2 separate regions of the Pan troglodytes genome follow, and region 1 is linked to region 2. Evidence: chromatin contacts called from public Hi-C data. All regions are on one chromosome and are shown on one strand. Each heading gives the region's core, a stretch centred on a gene start, on an enhancer-like site or on the middle of the called end of the contact. The rest is flanking DNA. Distances are from core to core; before and after follow the strand shown. Region 1 overlaps TBC1D16 (TBC1 domain family member 16). Region 2 has its middle 5.5 kb from the start of CBX4.

Region 1 (5,405 bases), core at 2,203-4,702, 150 kb after region 2:
CAGCTGTGGCTGATTTACCCAAACTGAAACATTTTCCTTTTGTCGACTGTAGAGAGCTATGAGTCAGGTCCAAGCTCCACTGGGCGTGTGCCCAAGGGGCAGAGGGGGCAGGAACCGGACGGAGGCTGCCCAATCATAAGACCACGGCTGAAAGTCAAACGCGCCCAGAGTCCACAGTCGACCACCTCCCGCTCGGCAAGCCAGGGTCCTGGTGAACGCACGTGCCTGCGTTCTGTACCAAACAATTGTCAACACACACCAGCAACTTAACAAATCAACTCCAACAAAGGGGGAAAAATTAACATTAAGGGCAAAAAGACTTTTTCTGGAGGGTCCTATGCACCAGATGTTGGCTCTTTAATCGGCAGTCCACCTCAAAGCAAAACTTAGAAGGCCCCTGCTTGTTTTATCAGTTAGAGCCACAGAAAATCGAAGTCCAACCCTGCTAAGCATGGTGCTGTGTAGCCCGGCCAGCCCCGTGGAAGTCCTCAGCCTGGTCCCGTCTTCTGGGCTCTGCTGGGCTGGACGGTGCCACCCTCCCCAACCCACACCTGCCCGCCGGCCCCAGGCCCTCCCTCAGGACCCAGCACCTTCAGTCCTCCTGCCGAGGAGAAGCCTTTCATCAGTAAAAGAGAAAACGGCTTCTCCAGAGGAAGTTTCTTAACTTGAAAAAACACCATGATTAGGGAAACTCCTCCATCGTCCAAGATACAAACACAAACTCCCAAACACCTGTCAATCCTTCTCAGGGCTCCACATGGCCCAAAGGACACCCCAAATGTGGAGGACCACTCAAGACCCTCAAATGCAGCACCGTGTGCCCCCTGAACAGGGATCCCCACATTCGATGAAAACAAAATTGGCCAGCGCAGGAACTTTTGCCCATGACTTAAGCACAGCAAAGTCCCCAAAGCCAGAATCCCTCCCAGGACCTGCCCGACGGGTTTTATCACTGGACGCATCAAAGCCCCTCTCACTGGTGGTTGGTTCAGCACAGCCCTGGGCTTCGGGCCTGCCCTGCTCTGACAGCTCCCACACTGTGGCCTTGATCGGGCCCTTTTCCACTCTGTGCCTGCTTTGAGTAACAGGCTCCCACAAAAACACTGTGCTGGGGTATTTCCAGGATGAAAAGCTACGGTTTGCTTTGCCTGCCATGGACAGAGTCATAAATACGAGTTGTAGTTGCCTCTTCCCAACAGTCTGGCATGGCAAACCGGCCTTGTGGAGTTCGGAATTGTTCTAGATACTGCTCATGTATTCTCCAGCAGCTCTAGCTGGTTCTGCCCAGATACCTGGCAATGCCAAAGGCCGAGAGGCCAAGACACTACAATCTTTGTTCAAATACACGAACATCCTCAAATACACGAATGTCCTCTCTGCACAAGCAGAGCAGCCTCAGCATCGGCCCTCGCAAGTCCCACCAGAGAACGGTATTGAAAAGATGACTGGGGTCAAGGGGTGGGGAGAGGGACCCACTGTACCCTCATGGCCACTCTAGCGCCAGCCCTTCTGTAATGACCCCCTCTGGATTCCCAAAAGTCAGCCAAGGGGTCCCCACCCTCCTGGGGTGGCTGGGGTGTTGCTGCCCACCCCCAGGGGCAGGCCTGTGTGCAGCATCCATGCCCAGAAACCTGTGCTCAGATTTCCCAGTTCCCAGAAGACAACAGGGAGAGTCTATTTTTCTAAGCTCACTAGGCAAAGTGTTACTTCCTGATCTAATCTTGCCAGGCTCTGGAAGCTTCCGTCAAGGTTTTCCCACACTCCATGTCAGGTCTCTGACATGAACCAGCTTTCAGAGTCTAACGACTAGATTTGACTTTCAGCTGCTCGGACGGAGGCTTCAACTCAGCCTGAACAAGCCGTGTGGACAGCAGCCGTAGCTCTCACAAGGCGTGTGCAGTGACGGGTCTCGGGCGCCCAGCCAGCGAGGGCCCGGTTCCAGGTGGTGGGAGCCCACGCCCCCGGCCAGCACTCTGGCCACAGCGCAGCACCTGCCCCATGAGAGCCTCCTGTTACAGCCCGGGCAGAGGTGAGCCTGGGCAGCCACCTCCCACATGATTTCCCAATGCTTGAAGTTCACGACCAGTTGTTGGGGTGGGGACAACCTACACAGGCTTACAGACCTAATCCAAGAAGTCAGTTCTGAAAAGGCTGGGAAAACGTGCACCAGTCTCACAGTCCCAGTCACCTTAAAAGATCTTAACTGATTTTTCCTTCTCTCTGTTTATTGTGGTAAAATGTCCATAACATAAAATTCACCACCTTAACCGTTTTCAACGTCGAGCTCAGTGGCATCATACCATTCCTATTTTTGTGCAACCATCACACCACCCATCTCCAGAACTCTCCTTCTTCCCAAACTGAAGCTCTGTCTCCATGAAACGCCAGCTCCCCAACGTCCCCTCCCTCAGCCCCTGGCACCCCAATCTTTCCCTCTCTGAGCCTGACAACTCCAGGGGCCGCACACAAGTGGAATCACACAGATTTGGCCCCTTGTGTCTGGCTCATTTCACTCGGCGTAACGTCCTCAACTCATCCGTGTTGCGGCGCGTGTCAGAATTGCCTTCCCAAGGCTGAACGTTCCACTGGGTGTGTGTGGAACGTGTGTGTGAACACACCGCGTTTCTCTAGTCACCCGTCGGGGGAACTTGGACGCTTCCACCATGGGCTACTGTGGACGGTGCTGCTATGGGCAGGGGTGGACATGTATCTGAGCTCCTTCTCTTTATTTCTGACACTTCTATATAACCATGAATCATCTATGAAATAACTTTGACAAGCAAGAGGTTCACAAAGTAAATTCCAGACAAGGCCGCCCTGGAGACCCAGCTGGGCTGTCCCGGGGGGGATCCCTGCGTCCACACCGGGAGAGCAGGAATGACACAAGGCAGGCTGCATCTGGCTGTGTCAGGCCTCCCACCCATCCCATCAGCCAGGCATCTCTGCTTTGGGGCCAGAGGTCAAACGTGTCTGGGTTCCGTGTAGTCTCAGGGGAGGCTGAGGCTGACGCGACGTGGGGTGGGGTGAGGTTGTGCTGGAGGCTCTCCACCTCTCCACCCACCAGACATCCAGAGAAGAGGCGGAAAGTCAGCAGGGAAGGCAGAAGGCTGCTAAAAGTGGACAGGATGCAGGAGTGGCGTCTGGCTGACCCTGACCAGGGGGACCTGGCCCAAGTGAGTGTGCACCCCAGCCCGGCCCTCAGAACTGCTTGCAGGCACTTGCTAGTTAATATCCACCTGATTTAGGATTCACCAAAATCTGCTTGGAAGGAGGCAGGGAGGCAAGAGGGAGGTCAGGTGGGGAGGCGCGCCTGCAGTGCTGCCCTCCAGCCACAGGCAGGTGGGGGTGGGGCGGGGCGGGGAGGGGAGGGGGAGGGCGGGGTGTGCACCGCAGGCAGCGGCCAGCCCTGGGCTGATCTAGGGGAAGCCTGCCATCTGCTGGGCACCGGGATCCCTCCTGGAGCAGGAGTGCCACCTCCACGCAGATGGAGTTTGCAAGGGGCGGTGCCGCCATCTTCACAGAGGCTCCGGGCAGCTGGCGGGGGTGGGGGGATGGTTGGGGGGGCCGTGTTGGCCAAGCCCCATTCTGGGGTGGGAGAAAACGAGCAACACTCTGCAAAGGGCCGGGGGCCTGGTGGCCCCCCCATCCTCGCCAGACCTCAATGTCCTGCGTACAAGCCTGTCCCCGGCCGTGGCCACCGGCTGGCTTGTGTGCTCCGCCTGCCGGGAAGCGCTTTCCCCCTCGTGGACCCTACAAAGACGCCTCTCTGCAGGCTCCCCTCATGCTGCGGGCACACAATGCGTCCTTTCACCCGGGGTGGGTCTGGCGGAGGCGGCCCCTCCCGGGGGTGCCCCCCGCTGGGCTCCTGACCCCACACTCCGCTGCTGTTCTTGGCCTGTGTAGACCCGTCCCTTTCAACCGCTGTCAGGAAACTGTGTGGACGAGGAATCCCTGCTGGTCGCGCTGAAGGCGCACGCCCGAGACCATCTCTCTGCGTCTCCTAGAAGGGGAAACCGTGACCCACATCAAACTGTGGCCGTTGGAAAGGTGAACACACGGAGCCTGGGGCCGGTGGGGCCAGGGGGTGGGGTATCCTTGCACCCGATGTCACTTGACACCCGTCCCGGCAGCCCGCCAGGCTCGGAGAGAGACCGTAGCTACCAAAAATAATCCTCCCAGTGTTTAAATATTTACAGAAGCAAGACAGATCCTGATGCCTTTACAATCTACTGGAGTCTGCCCTAACCGCCAGTCCGAGGCTCCCAGGAGAGGCCATAGCGACCACCCACCCGGTTTTCGGGGTCCCAGGTCGCCTCTCCTCTCCCTGTCCCTGTCTGATATATATCGCAGGGCTCCTCCTCCGGTGACCACATATCAGCCACTAGCCCTCTCCCTCCTTCCAGAACATTCCCACTTCCAACTCTTTGCTCTCACATCACCCCAGCCCCAGCACCTACCTTGAGACAGCTCTTTCTGCTCCAGAGCCCCTCGGGGAAAGCCTGCTTTCTCTGCAGAGCCTGCACCTCATTTTGGGAACCAGTGAACAAAATGTAACAGGAGGCATTTGTCCATGTAACCCCATTGTCCATGTAACCCCTGGGGCTGGTCTCGACCCCACTCCCCTCCTGGGGACACGAGGGTGAGACGGTACAGTACCAGGCCAACACCAGTCCCAGCGGATGGCACAGAGATGGGCACTGCTCTCAGGGCCTGTCCAGATGCTACTTCTCATGACAGTCTATGGGGTGGGGAGCACTAGCGCCAGCCCCATTGTGCAGAGGGGAAACTGAGGCAATGAGGGTAATAACCCACCAGCACACAGCCAGGCAGAGCTGGGATGTGGCCAAGGACTTGGCTCCAGGCTCCCACACTTAAAGATCATCTCTGTCACCACCTGGGGGTAATAAGGTCAGGGATATGCCCCAGGCCACCTGCTTCCACCAGCCAGTCCCTTTCAAAGGGCGGAGGTTTCCAGAAGTGTGGCTGAGTGTCTGTCTGTTCTTGATGGTGAGGGAACCTTACTTTCAGGTCCCCAAAGCAGATTCCCTGAGGCCAGGAGGCACTTAGGTGGACGGGCACCAGGAGCCCTGTGTCCTCTGCCTTGCAGGTGTTTAGGGAACATTGTTTAGACTGGAAGGAAGAGCCACGTGAAAATGCCCTTTCTGTTTACTCTGCTAGGAAGGATATGAAGCCAAACAGAACCAGCTACGGGAGTCTTTCGACCGCAAGACAAAAGGTCCTTTGCCCCCACTACCTGCAACTTTTAGGGAAGATTTCATCAGGTGTTGGGTTACATTGCAACAGCCAGGCGTGGGTCCCCAGAGGTACGGTGTGAGCTCCCCGACTCACCGGGAGACAGGCGCTGCCACATCACTGCCTCTGGGCGCCCGTGACCTCATGCTCAG
Region 2 (5,378 bases), core at 700-3,199:
GCCCTTCCTGGGAAACCTCCCGGGGGGTGCCCCATACCATCCCACCCGGCTGTCTTGGCCCCTCCCAGGGAGCCGCAGGAGAAACTAGCCCTACACCTGGGATTCCCAGAGCCTTCTGCTGGGGCTCCTGCCCCCGACTTCGGATAACCAGCGCCCCACAGGCCCCCGAGAAGGGCCGCTGGCCTGCTTATTTGATACTGCCCCCTCCCAGACAGGGGCTGGTCGAGCCCCTGGTTCTGCTGCCAGACTGAAGCCTTCCAGACGCCACCTCGGTTTGGGCCCCCGGGGCCCTCAGGGGCCCCAGGAGAGGAGAGCTGCTATCTAGCTCAGCCACAGTCTCGCTCCTGGTGGGGACCAGGCTGAAGGAGTGGACCCTGGAGAGGTCGGGAACCTTTTAACAGCCGTGGGCTGGAGGGTGGCTACTAAGTGTTCGGTCTGGGAAGAGGCATGACCCGCACCATCCCGGGGAAATAAACGACTTCTTAAGGGAATCTTCTCGCTGAGCGGGTGCTCTGGGCCAGGAGATTGCCACCGCCAGCCCACGGAACCCAGATTTGGGCTCTGCCTTGAGCGGGCCGCCTGTGGCTTCCCGGGTCGCTCCCCCGACTCAGAAAGCTCTCAAGTTGGTATCGTTTTCCCGGCCCTCGGAGGTGGATTGCAGATCACCGAGAGGGGATTTACCAGCAACCACTACAGAATCTACCCGGGCTTTAACAAGCGCTCATTTCTCTCCCTTGTCCTTAGAAAAACTTCGCGCTGGCGTTGATCATATCGTACTTGTAGCGGCAGCTTAGGGGCAGCGGAACTGGTGGGGTTGTGCGTGCAGGGGGAGGCTGTGAGGCAGCCCTGCACTCCGCCCCTCCACCCTTCTGGAGGAGTGGCTTTGTTTCTAAGGGTGCCCCCCCAACCTCCGGGTCCCCACTTCAATGTTTCTGCTCTTTGTCCCACCGCCCGTGAAAGCTCGGCTTTCATTTGGTCGGCGAAGCCTCCGACGTCCCCGAGTCCCACCCTAGCGGGCCGCGCGGCACTGCAGCCGGGGGTTCCTGCGGACTGGCCCGACAGGGTGCGCGGACGGGGACGCGGGCCCCGAGCACCGCGACGCCAGGGTCCTTTGGCAGGGCCCAAGCACCCCTCGGGGCCACACCGCCGCCCGCAGGGCCGCGCCTCCGCATTGCGGCACGCTGGGGTCGCAGGCGCCGAAGCGGGACGCGCTGTTTTCTACGACGTCCGTCCCTCCCAACGTCAGGGCAGCCACCTCAGGCCCGCCCGGAGAAGCCCACCCGGCCCCCGGCCCCCACTCAGTCGCGAGGCCCCGCCGGCCCGGAGATCTGCGCCCCCGGGATCCATATTTCAAATATGATCTTTGGAACCGCTTCCACCGCCCGCCGCCGCCGCCGCCGCGCTCACAACGGCCTCGGCGCACTGTGTTTTTATTTGGGTTTCGTTTGCTCAAGGTCGCCCCGCGGCTCTCCCGTGCCCCTGAGGTTCACCCCTTCACGCCAGCCCCTGCGTTTTCCTCTCGGGTGTCCCCGTCGCGCCCCCAAACCCAGCGGGGCCCACACACAGGGCAGATTTCTTTCTTCCTTTTTCCAACCAAGAGCTGCTGCAGCAAGGCAGGGAATGAAATAAAAATCGCTAGGCGGACCCCGAAGTGGTCGTCAGCCGAAGCGCAACTGCCCCCCTCCAACTCGCTCCCCTGCGCCCCTCCCCCTCGGCTACTCCTCTCCCAGCTCCCAGCCTCGCGGCGCGCCGAGGGTTAAGCGCGCGCGCGAGGTGGGGGTATTTGGCTTGGGAGGGGGGCGAGAAAAGGGGGCGCCGAGCGCCGCTGGCGGAGAAGCTGGGCTCGCTCTAGTTCCCTCTCCCCAACCCCGGAGCCGAGGGGCGGCCCGATCGGAAGGGCCCGGCGCGTCTCCGCCTCCCCGGCTGGCCTGCAGCCTGGCCTGGCCGCGGCCCGGAACCGCGAGGACGCTGCTTGGAGGCCGCGTCCTGCGTAGCCCGAGAGGGGGAGGGGGCGGAGGCTCCGGAGCCGCGGCCGCGCGTCGCCCGCCAGCCGATCGATCCCCAAAGGCGGGAGCGCGGTGAACCCCGCCGGACACCTGGGGGGTCCCGATGCCTCTGCAGGACTGAGGGGCGAACGGAGAGGGGCTCAGGGATCCTGTGGCCGTGGGATGGCGGCCGGCAGGGCCCAGCCGGACCGCAGCTTGGCCTGCACTGCGGGGCGGGTGGTAACACCTCGGGCATCCCCAAAATTCCATATTGTCTGCATGGGGCCCAGGCTTTGGACACTTCCGGAGCCGAGTCCGGTCGCAGTGCAACTTCATCCCTACCTGTCCAGCCCCCAACCCCACCCCCATCCCCGATGACGAGGTCGTGGGACGCGGTCACCCCAGTCTATCTGGTCGCCCCGCCCTCCTGAATCCTGGTAGAAATGTTCGGGTGTCCCCTCGACCCCACCTACGGGAAGATAACCCAGGTGTGCCCTAAAAGTCCCCTTCCCCAGCTTCTTCCAGAAGGCCGTTTACTGAAGTGGTCCCTGGGGATGGCCCCTGAGGACCTCCCCCAGCTCCCCCGGTCCCCCAACCCCAGGGATCCCCCTTGGCTCCTCGCCTGCCAGTCCCGGGTGCCCAGTCAGGGCCCGGGCAGGGGCGCAGAGGAGCGTGCACTCGCCACGCCCTCCCCTAGGGGGCGGGCTCCCCCTGGCCGGCCCGGCAGCCCCTCCGCGCCTCTCCCGCAGGGGGTAAGGAGGTCCGGACGCGGGCAAAGCGGGGGTCTCGCTGCAATGAGAGATGGACTGAAAAGCCCCGCACCCCCGCCTCCTGCACACCCCGTCCCCTCCCCCTCCCCACGGCGGCCGGGCTGCTGCTTTCGTAGCCAGAAACAACCCGCTCCAGGGGACTTTGAACCTTGGGAGCCCCTGCGCCCTGAGCACGGAACAGGCCCCAGGGGTGCGGGCTATTGTCCCCGACGCGGGCCTCGTGCTCGGGGCCCTTCCACTCCCAGCGGGAAGTCCACACGAGCAGCACACACATATCTTTTTATTTGAGAGTTTAAAAGGAAATCTGAGGTCCAGAGGATCACAGAGCCTCTTGTTCTGCTATCAAAGGACCAATAAGAAGCAAACTGATATTACAGGGCAAATGTGCCCAGGCAGCCCAGCCTGCTCCCCTTAGGAATGAGTGTCCCTGGAGGGGGAGAGCCTGGAACCAAAGCCCCGCCAGGAACTGCTTCCCCTAAACTGAGGTTCACTGAAAAAAATGTTCGCCTGGCTGATAAAAGCCGCCTCCTAACAGAGCCCAGACACTTCTGTGCTTCCCCTGGGTTGCTAATTGAGGACACTAAAGCCCTAAGAGATACCCCACGTCGGGGGAAGGGGCCCCAATACCTAGACCTCCGGTGACGACCATGCCCTTGAGAGGATGGGAGCTGAATTGGAGCACGAGATTATTTATCATCGCTGGATGAAGCTCCAGCTAGAGCTCAGTATTTCCTCTTTTTCTGGGCTCAGACAGACACAGACTGGAAGGAATCCTGTCGGTGTGGCTGTGGGAGTGTTCAGTTGATAAAGGGCATGTGTGGTGCAGGGGTGGGGCCAGCCCTGTGCTCTTCTGGGTGGGGCCCCTCTCCATCAGGCCCAGGAGGCTCTGTGCAGGGCCCATGAAAATGTTCTAGTAAAAAAGAATTGTTTATTTAAAAAATTGTGGTAAAATACATATAACATGAAACGAACCATTTTAACCAATTTTCAGGCTCAATTCAGTGGCATATGCACATTCATGTTGTAGCGGGACCATCACAACTGCTAGAACTTTTTCATCTTCCCAAACTGAAACTCTGTCTTCATTAAACACCAGCTCCCTCTCTTAGACCCTGGCAGCCTCCATTCTACCTTCTGTCTCTATGAATTTGACTACTCTGGGGACCTCATATGAGTGAACTCACACAGAATTTGTCCATTGTGACTGGCTTATTTCACTCAGCACAATGTCATCAAGGTTCATCCATGCCGTAGCAGGAGTCAGAAGTTCCATCCTTTCTCTTTTTTCTTTTTTTGTTTTTTGAGGTGGAGTTTTGCTCGTTGCCCAGGCTGGAGTGCAATGGTGCGATCTCAGCTCACTGAAACTTCTGCCTCCCGGGTTCAAACGATTCTCCTGCCTCAGCCTCCTGGGTAGCTGGGATTACAGGCATGCGCCACTACGCCCAGCTAATTTTGAATTTTTAGTAGAGATGGGGTTTCTCCATGTTGGTCAGGCTGATCTCGAACTCCCAACCTCAGGTGATCCGCCCGCCTCAGCCTCCCAAAGTGCTGGGATTACACGCGTGAGCCACCATGCCCGGCCCACCCATCCTTTTTCTTTAAGCCAATATCTCCGGGGAATTTCCATTCTTTTAAAGGCTGAAAAATATTCCATTGTGTGTATATATAATTTATTTTAAAATCAGAAGAAACTGGCTGGGCGCAGTGGCTCATGCCTTTAATCCCAGCACTTTGGGACACCGAAGCCGGTTGATTGCTTGAGCTCATCCATGAGTTGAACTCATCCTTGAGTTCAAGGCCAGCCTGGGCAACATGAGGAAACCCCCATCTCTAAACAAAATATGAAAATTAGCTGGGCATGGTGGTGCACACCTGTAGTCCCAGCTGCTTGGGAGGCTGAGGTGGAAGGATCTCTTGAGCCCAAGAGGTGGAGGTTGCAGGGAGCCGAAATCATGCCACTGCATGTCCAGCCTGGTGACAGGACCAAACCCTGTCTCAAAAAAACAGACTATTTTTTTTTAATTTTTATTTATTTATTTTTGAGATGGAGTCTCGCTCTGTCGCCTAGGCTAGAGTGCAGTGACATGATCTCTCCTCTCTGCAACCTCCCCCTCTTGGGTTCAAGCAATTCTCCTGCCTCAGGCCCCCAAGTAGCTGGGACTACAGGCATGCGCCACCCTGCCCAGCTGATTTTTGTATTTTTAGTAAAGACAGGATTTTGCCATGTTGGCCAGCCTGGTCTCGAACTCCTGACCTCAAGTGATCTGCCCACCTTGGCCTCCCAAAGTGCTAGGATTACAGGTGTGAGCCACTGCGCCCAGCCAAAACCCAGAATATTTTAATATATAATATTAATGTGTTCATTCCAACAAAGCTATAAAATGTAATTCTACTTATTTTATTTTATTTTTTTGGGCATGGACTTTCATTCTTGTCACCCAGGCTGGAGTGCAATGGTGCAGTCTTGGCTCATTGCAACCTCCGCCTCCCAGGCTCAAGTGATTCTCCTGCCTCAGCCTCCCAAGTAGCTGGGATTACAGGCATCCGCCACCACACCTGGCTAATTTTTTTTTTTTGTATTTTCAGTAGAGACGGGGTTTCGCCATGTTGGCCAGGCTGGTCT

The links. A called contact is a pair of places that touch in the nucleus more often than the background predicts.
Region 1: a Hi-C map of stem cell-derived neural progenitor cells shows a contact between it and region 2, with 6 times the contacts expected there. The contact joins two enhancer-like sites. A contact is called at or near these places in 2 of 7 Hi-C or Micro-C datasets (induced pluripotent stem cells and stem cell-derived neural progenitor cells) and 1 of 1 datasets of contacts at active chromatin or transcription factors (stem cell-derived excitatory neurons).

The regions. Positions count from the first base shown.
Region 1 is chr19:93,011,054-93,016,458 of NHGRI_mPanTro3-v2.0_pri, forward strand. The region is part of intron 3 of TBC1D16 (TBC1 domain family member 16); the gene reads right to left. Among named protein-coding and RNA genes, the nearest start is that of TBC1D16, 45 kb to the right of the region's middle. Within about 2 kb of position 3,453, at least 10 of the 24 cell types and tissues checked have an H3K27ac peak or open chromatin away from gene starts, as enhancers often do. A contact at or near this core is called in stem cell-derived neural progenitor cells, where this site is marked.
Region 2 is chr19:92,862,517-92,867,894 of NHGRI_mPanTro3-v2.0_pri, forward strand. No RefSeq gene overlaps it. Among named protein-coding and RNA genes, the nearest start is that of CBX4, 5.5 kb to the left of the region's middle. Within about 2 kb of position 1,950, at least 10 of the 24 cell types and tissues checked have an H3K27ac peak or open chromatin away from gene starts, as enhancers often do. A contact at or near this core is called in stem cell-derived neural progenitor cells, where this site is marked.